Regions from separate parts of the Danio rerio genome. Here regions 2 and 3 are each linked to region 1. Evidence: chromatin contacts called from public Micro-C data. All regions are on one chromosome and are shown on one strand. The core of a region is the stretch at or near the end of the contact, and the rest is flanking DNA. Distances in the headings are between cores, read along the strand shown.

The links. A called contact is a pair of places that touch in the nucleus more often than the background predicts.
Region 2: a contact with region 1 is called in a Micro-C map of caudal fin, with 4 times the contacts expected there. The contact joins the promoter of sub1b here to the promoter of pias2 in region 1. A contact is called at or near these places in 4 of 18 Hi-C or Micro-C datasets (caudal fin, embryo, hematopoietic stem cells and 1 more) and 2 of 4 datasets of contacts at active chromatin or transcription factors (embryo and gastrula embryo).
Region 3: a contact with region 1 is called in a Micro-C map of caudal fin, with 6 times the contacts expected there. The contact joins the promoter of golph3a here to the promoter of pias2 in region 1. A contact is called at or near these places in 1 of 18 Hi-C or Micro-C datasets (caudal fin) and 1 of 4 datasets of contacts at active chromatin or transcription factors (embryo).

The regions. Positions count from the first base shown.
Region 1 is chr5:42,368,323-42,371,706 of GRCz12tu, forward strand. pias2 (protein inhibitor of activated STAT, 2) reads left to right here and starts at 1,430. Exons shown (of 15, transcript NM_001326481.1): 1 at 1,430-1,513; 2 at 2,939-3,384. The coding sequence starts at 1,490.
Region 2 is chr5:42,062,012-42,065,301 of GRCz12tu, forward strand. sub1b (SUB1 regulator of transcription b) reads left to right here and starts at 1,948. Exons shown (of 5, transcript NM_001002505.1): 1 at 1,948-2,005. It overlaps zfr (zinc finger RNA binding protein), which reads right to left and starts at 1,157. Exons shown (of 20, transcript NM_199558.2): 1 at 1,079-1,157; 2 at 781-862. The coding sequence starts at 1,115.
Region 3 is chr5:42,021,863-42,025,023 of GRCz12tu, forward strand. golph3a (golgi phosphoprotein 3a) reads right to left here and starts at 1,472. Exons shown (of 3, transcript NM_001006105.1): 1 at 982-1,472. The coding sequence starts at 1,197. It also overlaps a transcript of mtmr12 not described here.

The DNA of each region.
Region 1 (3,384 bases), core at 180-2,679:
CCTGAAAAGCTAAATTGGTATGTTCACACTATAAAAACACTTAATCGTGAGACAAAATTCATTACAGTTCCTTAATGGTTCTCAAAGTTTTGGCTCCAAGACTTCATTTACAACATTTGGATGACTTTCAGTTGTTTAACATGTTAATCAGTTAAATGGGGCTTGGTATAGTTATGTATATAGTGTATACAACTATACACTACTATAATCATAAGCTGTATACTAAAACATAATATATATATTTTAGATATTTTTAATGATTTCCAACATCTACAAAGACAACATAAACAGTTGTTAATGTGTGGATTATAAAAAAGTTTTTATTTAACCATTTTAAATTCTCAAGGCTCCCTTAGAGTGACACGGTGGCTCAGTGGTTAGCACTGTCTCCTCACAGCAAGAATGTCGCTGGTTCGAGCCTCAGCTGGGTCAGATGGCAATTCTGTGTGGAGTTTGCATGTTCTCCCCATGTTCGTGTGGTTTTACACTGGGTGCTCTCCTTTCCCCCACTGTCCAAAGACATGCTATAGGTGTATTGAATGAACTAAATTGGCCATAGTGTTTGTGTGGGTGGGAATGTCAGTGTGTATGGGTGTTTCCGCTGTGTAAAACATATGCTGGATAATTTGGCGGTTTATTCCACTGTGGTGACCCTTGATTAATAAAGGGACTAAAAGCCAAGAAGAAAATGAATGAATGAATGAATGAATGAGGCCCCCTTAGAATTTTGCTGCCCCCTGGTGGAACACCACTAGCATAAACTAAATGGTCTCAAACTTAATTCCTGGAGAGCCACAGCTCTGCATAGTTTAGTTTCAACCACCTCCAACTCACACCTCTCTAGTAGTCTTGAATACCTTAATTAGTTGAATAAGCCATGTTTGATTATGGTTGGAGCAAAACTGTGCAGAGCTGCAGGCGACCCTCCAAGAACTGAGTTTGAGACCCATCTATGCTGTACAGCTTTTTTACTTCATCTTATTTGCCTTGGTGCTAAAAGGTTTGTTGGAATCACATTAGAGCTTACATGAGGACATACTCTCAGAAAAACAGTTTCAAAACACATTTCTAGTGGCGAAAGAGAGTACAGGAATCACACAATGCAAGTAAAAACGCTTCCAATATATCTGCGATATTTAGGATTAGATTATTGCAGATAACATTGCCACCCAAAAAGACTAATTAACAAACATAACATTGAACTAAAATGTTTATAAACAATTTGAACTGATTAACAGGATTTTACTTTTCGATGGCTAAATGATCTCCTCCTTGTGGAAAAATAATTATAATTTCGTTCACAGCGAAGGATTCTGTGGTTGATTACTGAATAACGGAAACTATTCCCAAAATATGGGTAAGGGGAAAAGCAAATCAGGGAACCTCAGAAGAAAATAAAAATGCACAAATGAACGACGTGACCCCTTTAACCAGCCTGTGTCACGTGACTCGACATCTCCGGACTAGCCAGGATGAGCGCAGCCAGAAAATGGCGGATATTGAGGAGTTACGGGTAGGCGAAAGTGCAATGATAGCTGGCTACTTCTTTGCGTCTTTCACATGCTGAAGGCATTTTGCAGTTGACGTTATGTTATGCTATTATGCCCGTCCGTTGGCCTTTGATGCGTTAGTTTCTTCATAGTTAAAAGAGAAACGCGACATCCCTCCGTTATTCGGGTTATGGTTAGCCTGTTAGCCACCAACCCGCTACTCGTTTAGCTCTCGAGATGCTACACAAACGTTGAAGATCAGCCTCAAAATGCCACTGCTTTTATTGCCACCATTGACTGCATGAAAACGCTTTATTATAATGCCTAACTGAACTTGACGACTGTTCGCTTCAGGTAAAAAGTTTTTACGTTCTTCACTGCTCGACTTGTTTTGGCTGGTCTTTTGTTAGCTAACGTTAGCGTCCGGCAGCTATTGACATTGTTTACATGTAACTTACACACAGGTGATGCTTGATTTATTAGAAGTGTTTGCAAGGGAGACATATGTTTAATCCAGCGTGTCCAGAGTCTCTTTGTGCGTGTAAATGAAAGTGAACGTGCGTTTTATATCATAATTGCTAAGTTAAACAATGGAAAATATACACACTGAGAATGTTGTTTACAAGCTCTAACTGTAAATAGTTTGCGGCAAACAAAACAAACTTGACTTCTGTTTCATATTTTCCTCAACATAAGCACTTTAGTAGTGTGATGCATACATCACTTTTCTGAAATTGAACGTATTCAGCTCCAACAAACGTTAACCATGCCATAAGAAAGGTATACTGTGTGTACTGGATACGTTAATGTTAGACACTTGCTGTTATATCTGTCATTACATAACTGACTGATTCATGCTGTCCTGTAAAGTGTTCAGAATTGTCCAGATTTGCTGTAAACCAAGTTTCCCGCCAGCAGTTCTGTTGATTTCTCTTGAGATCAACGTGAACATCTGTTTTGTTCTTTGTCATGTTCTCGATGTTCATCTAATGGGTCTTGGAATTATTCTCAACATTTTAGATGCATTTCGGTCATTTGTTAAGGATTATTAAAGAAAAAAGGATTAACACGTAAGAACAATCAAGCATGGACCGTGTAATGAAGGGTCAGTTGAGATTTTCTTATTTCTTTGGGGTTTCTTGAAAGGGTGTTTTTTGGGTGGGCTGTCACCTCACTTCACACATAATTCTTTGTTAATTAATCTGGTTACTAATTAAATGACACTTTTTGGTTTAAAAAAAACTGTCATAACCATTTTCCACAAGCTTATGCCATGTTGATTTTGATGCAAAGGTTTATGTCTTGCTAAAATCTTAAAACAAAAGTTGTAAAAGTACACAAAATGGCATAGAGGGTGGTTATATTTACTAACCTGTGGCAAATGTATTCTTACTAATGTGTGGTGTTTCTTTTTTTTTTTTGTTGCCTTGTCTGGATTTATTTTTCAGAATATGGTATCAAGTTTCCGTGTCTCAGAGCTCCAAGTACTGTTAGGTTTTGCTGGAAGGAATAAGAGCGGTCGCAAGCATGAACTTTTGCTGAGGGCTCTGCATCTACTGAGGAGTGGTTGTAGTTCTGCAGTGCAGATCAAAATCAAAGAACTGTATCGGCGGAGATATCCAAGGACATTTGAAGGTCTTCAAGATTTGGCGGCACTAAAGTCAAGCATTAAATCCTTCATTCATCTGGACAGCGGTGCCACGGCTGTAAGCTCAGATCTTACTCTGCCAACCGACCATTCAGACGTCCTGCAGCAGCGCCGGGAGAGCTGTGATTCACCTGTGTTTCATGAGTCAAAGCCCATGATGAACATGCAGCAGCCCACGACACTAATGGCCCCCGTCCATCCGGATGTGCAGATGAAGTCCTTACCGTTTTACGATGTTTTAGATGT
Region 2 (3,290 bases), core at 698-3,197, 310 kb before region 1:
AAGAGCGCGGAGACGCTCATGCGCAGATCTGCTCTGGTGCAGAACTAGAGATGACAGCTGCAGTGTGCTCGCTCGCGCGGTTCACTTTTATCACGTCAGCTCGGGATAAAAATCACCGTTTATACACACGTGAACACCAACAAAGAGTTTCAGAATGGTGTTATATCATTAAATGCTTTGGATCAAATAAACAGAACAACGGAGGTAAGGGTCTACTTATAAGGTAAACCGCCCTGTTAATGTAAACTGAATTAAAGTTACTAACTTCAAATCTTGACTATTACTTTTAACCTATTGCTTTTGTAACATTAATTATTTTTTAAACGTATTGAGATTCTTATCTTTATTTTAACATATAATTTAAAAGTGCACCTGCTAGCCATCGTCACGTCAGATGTTTACATAACGTAACGTTAAGCAGACTGCTTTAAACGATATAACAACATCTCATGCATTTTATCCACGAATTAAAATAATTTCCCTAAAAAGGCCCAAAGTACTATGCAATGACATCCTGTGTGTCAATATATCTGCCTAGCAAATAAAAAAACAAATGTCATATATACATAAAAACAACACATTAATCGCCATATTTAAACTAAAACGTCGTTTAATGCATCATTTCCTTACCAAACGTTCACCTCAAGGTTTAAAGCGTTGCCCATCGCCTCCCTCCCCCTGCCCCCACCCGGACCCAGCAACAAAGGCATCGGGGCCAAATCCCACCATTACTGTACCACCACCAGCACTGCAGTCCCCATTAAACATCACGGCCCTTACCTGTACTGGGCCCCAGCACCATGGGTAAATCCAAAGTAGTTGCCGGTGGCCATTTTGGCATCTTCACCTAGCCGGCTGGGCACTGCAAAAAGACAGATTGGCGGAGGGTTAGCGGCTGTGCGCGGTGGCAACCATGATGAAGAGCCGTATCATGCAGTGGAAGAAAACACGCAGGACACCACGACGGATTACACCGTGACGACTCCCGCACACCCGCAACATGATCCTAATCACATCTTCTCTTGTCTAAAACCCATGAAATGTTTCGACACGCTTTTAAAATTTAGATTATACTCACCATAGGTGAAGGAGACTACTGGACATATGGGAATCATTGGTTTCCTATTCTCTAACGAACTCTGACTCGTATGCCTGCCTTTTTATATGAGAAGGTCGTACCAGGATATGGCGTTTGCTGCGCATGAGCAGTGTCTGCCGCCAGGGATGGGAAATGTAGTTTTGTCCAAAGTCATTTTGAAAGGTCAGTCAAACAAACAAATATTTTTTTGGATGTTTTTTTTTTTTACAAAAAGGAGTAATAGACCTGCCGATGTGATCATGTTAGACACATATACTCACACCTAAAACTATATGTGAAACTATTAAGACTCAATTAAGGAACTCAAATGATGTTAGTGTTGATTATTCATAAATTTACCATGCTACAATCAGTGATGGTATGCTAAATAAAACTGTTAGGCTACAATTTTACTATTATAAAGCCGTGGTTAATTTTGTGTAGGAACCAAATATGCCCTGGATGGTCTGAGGTAAGAAAATGAAATGCAATTTTAAATTTTTGTGTGATCTGTCCTCTTGACATCTGTCCCCTTGGTTTTTTATTTTGGATTTAGATTTATTAAAAAAACAACTTTTTTTATTGTTCCCGTTGTGTGTTATTATTGAACTTCATTCAAAACTTTACTACTTAACCGATCATTTTAGAAATACTTAAATAAACACTTATAATTATGTTCAATAAATATGATAAACACAAGCGTGAAAACGAGTCTGTATCAAACAAGATCTGTTTAAATTAGATAAGAACATTAGGTTCACAATTTTTATACACCGTAAAAATCCGACGCAATGCCGTCATTGATGCAAAACTACATCTCCCACAATGCTCTCTGAGATGTTATTAGCCATATGGTTGGTCCTCGATTCCTCGACTTCCCGCCGCTAAGCGTGACTGACTGTTGTAGACCACTGCTCAACCTTACATGTAAGTCACGTTCAATTCATGTTAAACTTGTTTTAGAAATGCACTCCTTAAACGAGTGCACAGCCACGAATAATTGCATTAAACGAGAGTTATACTGTTAACGCGTTTCTTAGTGAGGTGTTATTTAGGGCCTATATTTTTCCATCTTAGTTTTAGAGGATGCAGAGGCCCCGGTCAGCCCGGGGTTTGATTTGAGTCAGTCTTGTTAACCTAACAATTAAGCACTTAAATGTTGTCCAGTCTCGTCTGTGGGGTTAGATCGGGGAAACCTCAGTGATGTCTCATGTTGCATCTTTTTTACCAACATGACACTCATCTAGTATTTCTTTATTGGCTGCGCATCTGCTAGCTCTTATAAATGCAGGACTTAAAAATAAATATCTAACGTTATATATCTGCTGTATGTTACAGCTGGGAAATGTGGCTAGAAAATTATCACAGCTTGTAATAAACCAGTGTTCCGACAATATTAAGGAAGAACCTGGAATCTAAATTAATAAAATCTTTGATTTCTTATGAATATATTTGATAGTGTCCCTGGCAAACCGTTTTTACCCTACTACAGTGGATTGTTTGTATGTACACTATTGTTGTCAGTAACTAAAAGTAATGGTCACAGCAGCCTTTTGTGACACCTGTTCTGTGAGTATTTGTAGGTAACTTAATATAATATTTTGAGATGATTCAAACAAAAACTTTTATTATTTAGTTTAAAGGGAGGGTTCACCTTCAGGTTGTACAACATATGTAAGTGTCTTTTAGCAGTTAGAATATCTAAGATTATTAGCTGGAAATAAGTGATCATTCATGATTTATAACATGCAAATCGATCATTATCAACACTTTACAAGTAAAAAAACAAACATGGGTTAAACTAAATTTAAAGGGATAGTTCACCCAAAAATGAGAATTTCCTTACCCATTACTTCCACTCAAGTGAAACTAAACTAGCGTGATTTTCTTTTTCCTTTTTTTTTTTTTTTTTTGTTTTGTTTTGTTACTAGCAAAACAAGATATTCTGATCAAAATACTATGATTTTTTTCTCAGCCCCAGACATCACAGCAAGCATCATCTACAGACCTATGGCTAAAATTTTGATGCATATTTAATCTGTCCTCAGGATTTTCTTGGCTCAGAGTTAGGCTGAGGTGGTATCCTGAACATGATTTTGTTGCTACTTTAACAAACACATATTGCATTATTCTTGTAACCTTGTCAAATAAAAGATATGATTTGAATATGCTAAAATTAAATGTAATTAAATACATGACCAGTGCTTGAGCA
Region 3 (3,161 bases), core at 222-2,721, 350 kb before region 1:
GACCATTGCTGTCTGAGAAGGCTCAGAGAGAACCTCCTAATCTGTGTTCTGAAGATGTACAAATGTCTCAGGCAAAATTGAATGGCACAAGGACTTGTTTTTAACATAACTTTCATTTCTGTGTGATCTTTTAAAATCTCAATGTGTCACCAGAAGCCTCTGCTATTAATTTTGTTTACTTGCATTTTACAAATACCCAATGTCACTGGTTTTCAGTAAAATGTTCTTTTAGGATATACTGAAGAAACAAAGTCACCTACATCTTGGGTGGCTTGAGGGTCAGTAAATAGTACATTTTAATTTTCACTTGGTTCTGGATGATCTGACCCTTAATAAGACACACTGTAATAAAGATTACGCTGGACTTGTTCCTAAACAAATATTGTTTTGACTATACAGGCTGTATCTGGATCTACATGCTTCATACGAATGTGAACGTGGGTGTAAGGATAATGGCCTACATCATGCGTCTTGAACAACATTGTATCTACCAAAATGCAATACACAAACGGCATCAAACTCATTGTGTAGACAGCGACGAAAATTAGCTTTATGTAACTTTCATATGCCAATATCAGTGTATGCCAATCTGGTTACCATATGGTACATGAAACAATATATGTAATATTAAGACATTTAAAGGTATCGTTCAGTTTTTTAAACTCTGTTCACTGAACTACGTTTTGTTTTGAGAGTCTTGAGGGTCAAAGAGAGAACTTGGAGCTGCAGTGCAAGTCAAGCTAAATGCTATTGCATTACCGAAAACATGTGGCTTGATTTTATCTCAAAACGTCACCAATATATAAACAAAATATAATAATCATCAAAATTTAAGAATTCAGCTTCTTCTATTTTTGAAAGAGCTAATTTATAAGCATCGAAATGAGCGACAACTGTGGGTGATGGTGAGAGATAATATGCTAACGTTAAGCATCGACTATAGAAACAACAACTGAGAAAATAAAGCAAAACCACAATAACCTCTCGGTCTTTCAAGCCCAACAGCAGCACTTCCTCCATCAAGGTGAGTCTGGTTTCTTTGGAGTCGCCGCTGTCATCGTCCTCCGGCTCTTCTCCGCGACGAGGCTCGTAATCCTCGTCACCGGATCCGCGCTCTCTGTCTGCGGCCGCAGCGCTGCGCGAAGCCTCGGTGCGTCTTTGCACCAGGCCGGAGCTCCGCTGGGTCAAAGTACTCATCTCTCTCTCTCTCAAACACACTAAAACAAAACCTCCGTCCCAGACAACCCCTGTCTGAGAACACACTGCCTTATTCAGTCCGATGCATAAATGATTTCCAGGGCGAAAAGGGAAAACGAAGGTGTATATCGGGATTTGTTTTGGAAAGGGCCCCCTCGCGATCCCTACCGCGGACCGTCGCCGATTCCGTCAGGTTTAATATGGCGACCAGTCCAGACGTGACGGGAACAGCAGTGGATGTGGCATCCCAGTACTCGGGTTGTGTCCCAAAACCTGCCGAACTACATACCGAGACTACATTTTTCATAATATTTAGGTAGTATCTATTTAATTTAATTAACTAGCCCATTTTGTTAATTAACACTGTAAGCATTTTACTAAATTAAAGTGAAATAAGAAACGTTAATATTAATATTCAAACGTATTAATTGTGGCTAATAAAAAAACACAATTAAATATATATATAATTATATCATTTAAATGTCCTATATACAATGAAAAAAATTACACCAACACACAAATCAAAATCCTACTAAAACAACAAAAATGCTTTGTTAATATGCACATTCAAGTAGAATAACAATAAAATAAACATAGCAACAAAACACTGATCACGATTGCAAAGTACTGATCTATTTTTTTTTTATTTCAATCATATTTTGTGGACATAAAGTCAAAGGTACATATTTCTCAAGTGCGTATAAAAAGTATTTGCTACTTTTACATGAAAATAATAATCTCAAAATCAATGTTCCAAAATAAAGCAATATTTCATATACATCCAAGGCCAAACTCTGATAATGTGAACTTTAAAGTTAGTTATAGAAAAATATTTTAAAAAATGATACAGTGATACGTTTCTCATTAAGTTCACCTTGTCAAACACAAGAGCAGTGATGAACTGAAGTGAACAGAACCAGACTCTCATCTGACTGTTCAAGTAACAGTGACTGACTGGCAAAGAGCAGCAGTGCAAAACAAAAGTGAAAAATGCAAACAAAAACACAAAAATGGTCAGGAAACCGCTTTCTCCACACTTCTGCCAGCTGTTCAGTGCTTTCAGGAGCTTACATCAGTTTCAGTACATTACAACAGCAGAAAAACACAGAAAGTGATGCACAACAGACACTGAAGACAATATGTGACTGAAGTGCCTGTTAATTTGGGGCAGTAGTTCTGTAGGCACCGCAGAAAAACAGAAGAAAATGTGCACAAACGCAGATACTGTATGACAATAGCTTATGTTTCAATAGTTACAAGGATTAGCAGTTTATGATGATTTTTTTAATCTTACCGTATAAAATTATTTCTAATTTATTTAGTTTTATACACATACATTTGTTGTTGTTAGATCCATACATATATAGAGTTCCACACAAACACCACTGTTGTATCTGTGTAAGCACTGACTAAAATACCCATGGTGATGCTGATGCTTGGTTGATCTATATCATCACAAAAAAAAAAAGAATGGTTTGCATCACCAATATCATGTCCTTACAATTTCATTGTAATAAAGTTAGTAATATTTGTTTGTGCTCCTTTGTTCTAAAAGTGTGAACTGATCGCATAATGTTCTAAAAATGATAGCAGCTAAGGCTGAATGAAATAAAAGACAGCCTACTGATGGACAGATCCGATTCACACAAAACAATGTGTGTTTTACATTAGAGCACTGAAACTGATGTGTGTCGTTCTATACATCCTGTTTTCATATAATGGTCTTAAAAAAATCTAAGTTCTCCTTCACACATTCAACATTTATATAACTGAAGGTTGACAACATTTCAGAGTTCTCCCTGCCAGAAAAAGCTGAAAACAAGCTGGATTGAGCTTTTCTATTATTCAAAATAAGCTCATTCTGATCACTGTGATGGAATACTGTATGGAATGTTACTTGGTATCGATTTTAAAGGTTTATTAATCCAAAAATGAAAACTTGCTGTTGATATAATGACCCTCAT